Linked DNA regions of Zea mays: region 1 is linked to region 2. The links are chromatin contacts, called in public Hi-C maps. All regions are on one chromosome and are shown on one strand. Each heading gives the region's core, a stretch centred on a gene start, on an enhancer-like site or on the middle of the called end of the contact. The rest is flanking DNA. Distances are from core to core; before and after follow the strand shown.

Evidence for each region. Hi-C and Micro-C count contacts between places; a contact is called where the count stands out from the background.
Region 1: a contact with region 2 is called in a Hi-C map of root tip, with 3 times the contacts expected there. The contact joins the promoter of LOC100281737 here to the promoter of LOC103627832 in region 2. A contact is called at or near these places in 2 of 25 Hi-C or Micro-C datasets (leaf and root tip).

What each region holds. Positions count from the first base shown.
Region 1 is chr5:221,063,203-221,065,902 of Zm-B73-REFERENCE-NAM-5.0, reverse strand. It overlaps LOC100281737 (peptide chain release factor 2), which reads left to right and starts at 1,404. Exons shown (of 7, transcript NM_001154657.2): 1 at 1,404-1,959; 2 at 2,285-2,497; 3 at 2,614-2,700. The coding sequence starts at 1,603.
Region 2 is chr5:220,915,404-220,918,125 of Zm-B73-REFERENCE-NAM-5.0, reverse strand. It overlaps LOC103627832 (putative protein kinase superfamily protein), which reads right to left and starts at 1,365. Exons shown (of 10, transcript XM_020538722.3): 1 at 927-1,365; 2 at 1-134. The coding sequence starts at 4.

The DNA.
Region 1 (2,700 bases), core at 155-2,654, 150 kb before region 2:
ATCTTCGCCAAGAAGCAACCTTGGCCAAATCACCACGACGACCGACCGTATCGCAGGAGCATTTAATGCAAAGAAGGCCTGGCACCTTATCCTGACGCGCGTCCTTCAGTCGACAGAGCCGAAGTGACCGCAGTCACTTCGCCGCTCCACTGACCGGCCTGACAAGAGGACAGCGCCGCCTGCGCCGCTCCGACTGTTGTGCCACTCGACAAAGTGAGGCTGACAGCAGCCAAGTCCGGCCTCGGGCGCCATAGGAAGCTCTGCCTCGCCCGACCCCAGGGCTCGGGCTCGGACTCGGGCTCGGCCCCGGAAGACGACGAACTCCGCCTCGCCCGACCCCAGGGCTCGGACTCGGGCTCGGCCCCGGAAGACGACAAACTCCGCCTCGCCCGACCCAAGGGCTCGGACTCGGCCTCGACCTCGGAAGACAGACTCGACCTCGACCTCGGAGGAGCCTCCGCCTCGCCCTACCCAGGGCTCGGACCGACCACGCCACAGGAGGGGCCATCATTACCCTACCCCTAGCTAGCCCTGGCTACGGGGGACAAGACCGGCATCCTATCTGGCTCGCCCCGGTAAAACAAGTAATGATGGCGCCCCGCGTGCTCCATGATGACGGCGGCTCTCAGCCCCCTTACGGAAGCAAGGAGACGTCAGCAAGGACTCGACAACCCCGACAGCTGTCCTTCCACCAGGCTCCAGCGCTCCTCCGACAGCCACGACATCACACGAACAGGGTGCCAAAACCTCTCCGGCTGCCACGACGACATGTACTTAGGGCACTAGCTCCTCTCTGCTAGACACGTTAGCACACTGCTACATCTCTCATCGTACACCTGGACCCTCTCCTTACGCCTATAAAAAGAAAGTCCAGGGCCCTCTTACGGAGGGTTGGCCGCGCGGGGAAGGACGGGACGGCGCGCGCACAGGCCTCTCGCTCCCTCCCGCGCGGACGCTTGTAACCCCTACTGCAAGCGCACCCGACCTGGGCGCGGGACAAACACGAAGGCCGCGGGTTTCCCCTTTTATGCCTGTCTCCCTCCGGCTTTCCCCCCCTTCGCGCTCCGTCTCGCGCCGATCCATCTGGGCTGGGGCACGCGGCGACAATTTACTCGTCGGTCCGGTGACCCCGGGTCGAAACGCCGACATTTAGCGACTAAACTGTAGTCACTAAAATTTAACCTAGTGACTAAGGGAACCAAAAAGTACCTAAGACCTATTTAAAATTGAATAAAAAGTGATTTAATATCCTCTCATCATTGTTTAGCTGCGGTAAAATGATTGACGTGGTCAAACAGGTTAATTTTAGGAATAAAATCATTCTGGTGTAGTAATGTTATCTTCAGAAATAGTTTAAAACACAAAAATAGAAGAGAAAAAAAAAACTCGAGCGGGGCTCCAGCGGGCAGCGGCGCATCCAAATTCCTCCTCTCGCAGATAACTGTGGCAGTCAGTCAAGCAGCAGGTCCCGAGCGGTGGCGGCGGCGACCACGTGCGCGGCGGCGATGGTGAGGACTGAGGAGCTATCCCGTATAGAGGGGCTGTGCCTGTGCGCGAAGTGAGCCACATAGCGGCGGCGAGCACGTTCGAAGCCCACGAAAAATGGCCTCCCGCCTCTTAACCAGATCAGCGGCGTCGCGCCTCGTTTCCCACCTCCACCGCAAGACGCCAGGCATTACTCCCTGCCTCCTCACCCGTGGCCCTGCCTTGGCGTCCCTCTTGGGGCCCACTGATGGCCTCCCCCACGCCGCTGACTCCACTCTGCTCCGCGTTCCGATGCGGTGGCTCTCCTCTCCGTCCTCGGAGGCGGTGGCGGAGGCTCCGATGACCGCGGACGGCCTGACTGTAGACTCAATCGCCGACAAGGGGTGGACGATTCTTCCCGAAGCCGAGAGCGACTGGCGCAGCCATGCCGCGGCCGTCGCACAGTCAGTCAAGGTCATCAAAAAGCGCCTCAAGGTACAATATTCACATGACACCCGAAATTCAGTGTTTTTCCGTTGGCCAAATTGACTTCTATGGTTGCGCAAGGATGTGTATCTTACTCGTAGGTTCTTGATTCATTCAGGCATTTGAGCGAACATCTTATGTCCGTAGTGTGTTTATGCTCGCTAACTGAACGTTTTTATCCCGTCTGAATTTGGCATTTTTTTATTTGTATGTGCAGTTAAGTTCTTGATTCGTCTAGGCATTTGAGCGAACATCTTATGTGTGGGGTGTGTTTATGCTCGCTAACTGGGCTAAATTATCCGGCCCGAATTGGGCATTGTTTTGATTTGTTCAGTGGGGATGGATACTTGAGAGAACGAAGCAATTGGCTGTGGTGTTGGAGAAGCCAGACCTCTGGGAAGACCCAGTTTTTGCTGGGAGGGTTAGCCGTGAGCAGGGTGAGCTCATGGGCAAGATTAAGTCAGTGAACCAATTTGAGCAGGAATTGATTGAACACATTGAGATGCTACGGCTTGCACGTGAAGAAAACGATAATGAACTTGAGATGGTGAGTACAATGCTCATTACATGATATGAAGTTTGAAATTACAGCACGAATCTATTTTCCATCCTTTGTGCTGATCATCTACCTGTTTCAACTGTTATTTTAACTGTTTTGTGCAGGAAAGCATGAAGGCTTTAGCTGATATGAGAAGAAGTGCAAAGGAGAAAGAACTTAATGCGTTACTTTCTGGAGACAATGACTCTTGT
Region 2 (2,722 bases), core at 116-2,615:
CCATACTTGTGTGAGAAAGGCTGTAATCAAGTTGGCGCGAATAGGCTCACTGGATCAGCAATGAGTCTCCGTATATCAGTATTATCACGATTGAAATCCAGCCAGTCCTATGCGCACCACCAATTAGACACTTCCTGTTGAAAGGGGGCACAAAAACAGTTATTAATGCATTAAAGGAAGGCAGGAAAAAAAGTGAAGTATGCATCTCCATCACACAAGTAACTGATCTACACGAAGCTCCGTTACCAAATCACAGAGTTATTACCACATATATAGGAGTAGTGTATTTTGCAATTCCATCCAATAGCTGAATTGCACCTTAGAAAATCCTGCCTCTACCCAGTTCTCCAACGATTTACCATAAAAAAACAAGGGCCACAAATAATAAAGGGTTCCCAAAAAAAAACAAATGCAGAAGTCATCTGTTGTCGAGAAGGAAAGCCCACAAATTTGATCCCGCACAGGGTGAGCCTTCACTGACCACAAATAATGACCTAAATTCCCACAACAATCCAGATACGCAGGAAACAAAGTACGTTGATGCATGCTGAACAACTTTCCGTTAGAAGGGCCAAGCAAGGGCTGCAAGGCTAACGCACGCGTGCTGAAATCAAAGGACTGCGATCAGACTCCAAAATATGAAGAATTATGGAATGAGCTCCAGCAATCTGGCTGGAGCACCTGGAGCGAAGCTGCGGAACCGCATGCCACGACTTCCACGAATCTCGACCCCCCAACCGCAAAATCTCAAACCGTCACTCCGTACCAAAAACAACCCCCTCCTGAATTCCCCCGGACTGGAGTAAGGGGAAGAGCCAAAACGAACGAACAGATGCGGAAGCAGGACAAAACAAAACGAGTGATGAGCATGAAACAATTCAGATAATCCGCGCGCGCGCGAGCGAGCGAGCGAGAGAGAGGAGCACCTGGCGGCGATCTGGGTCCACGCGAGCACAACGCCAATTGCGGCGCGCGAGGCGGCGGAGGAGGAGAGGGGAGATACGGGAGTCGAGAAGGATTTGCGGTGGGGAAGGCGAGAATTGGGGGGCCCTATGGCTGGGGTGTGGGGGTGGGGGTGCTCGCGCGGATATTCCCCTGCTCGGGAGCCAAGCCAGGGATCATGTCACGCGGGGCTCCAGGGCGAGGAAGGCCGCCGCCATTGGGCGCTGCTGGAGCTCGTCGGCACCGTTCGGGGCGCGGCGGGGCTGCGGGCGGGCGGGCGGCTCCGGTTCCGCGCCGGGTCGGGTGGGGTCGAGAGAGGCAGAGGTGGGGGAGGGTGGCAGTGGCTGGGAGGACACGCGTCTCTCCTTTCCTTTCTGTTCTGTTCTGTTTAGGCCCGGCTGCTCCTGCTCTCTTCTCTTCTGCTCCCGATCTTTTTTTATCTCGCGACGCCGGGGGCTCGTCCGCTCCGGCTCGGCTCGGCTGGTCACGTTGCCTGGGCGGCTGGGTACTGCGGCGGCACACGCGTCTGGAACCAGTCATGTACGGATACGGCGATGTCCATGCCTCGTCACTAGTGTCTCACTGTGTGTACAAGTACAACTCTCTGGTCGTTAGCCATATGACTCACAGTGCCTATCTAGGTGTTAGATTTATCGTGGATCCACTCAATGTCAGATGATATATACGGGCGTGCTAGGGGTCTAGGTTACACTAGTGTCGGCGTTTCGAGACAGGGGGGTCCCTAAGCCGACGAGTGAGTGTGCTGCGTGCCCCAGCCCAGATGGGTCGAGCGCGTGGGCGAGCGCGAAGGGGGAGAGGCGAGGTGGCCGGAGTCGAGCGTGAGAGAGGTGGAAGTCCCGCGGCCTTCGTGTTCGTCCCGCGCCCAGGTCAGGTGCGCTTGCAGTAGGGGGGTTACAAGCGTCCACGCGGGTGAGGGAAGCGAGCGGCCCCAAGAGAGCGCCTGTCCCGTCCTCGGTCCCGCGCGGCCAACCTTCTCTAAGAAGGCCCTGGTCCTTCCTTTTATAGTCGTAAGGAGAGGATCCAGGTGTACAACGGGGGGTAGCAGAGTGCTACGTGTCTAGCGGAGAGAGAGAGAGCTAGTGCCCTGGGTACATGCCAATGTGGCAGCCGGAGAGGTCTTGGCACCTTGCTGGCGTGATGTCGTGGCTGTCGGAGGAGCGACGGAGCCTGGCGGAGGGACAGTTGTTGGAGCGGTCGATTCCTTGCTGACGTCGCTCTGCTGCCGTAAGAGAGCTAAGAGGCGTCGTCGTCACAGAGCTTGGGGGGCGCCATCATTGCCCATCCGGCGGAGCTGGCCAGATGGGACGCCGGTCTTGTCCTTCGTGTCCCAAGTCGGCTCGGGGTAGGTTGGTGATGGCGCTTCCTGTTGACGTGGTGGACCTGTGCCCTAGGCAGGGCGACGTGGGGGCTCCTCCGAAGTCGAGGTCGAGTCTGCCTTCCGTTGCCGAGGCCGAGCCCGAGCCCCCGGGTCGGGCGAGGCGGAGATCGTTTGGCCGAGGCTAGGGCGGAGTCCGAGCCCTGGGGTCGGGCGAGGCGGAGATCGTTTGGCCGAGGCCAGGGCGGAGTCCGAGCCCTGGGGTCGGGCGAGGCGGAGATTCGCCGTCTTCCGGGTCTTAGCCCGAGTCCGAGCCCTGGGGTCGGGCGGAGCGGAGTTCGCCGTCTTCCGGGTCCTAGCCCGAGTCCGAGCCCTGGGGTCGGGCGGAGCGGAGTTCGCCGTCTTCCGGGTCTTAGCCCGAGTCCGAGCCCTGGGGTCGGGCGG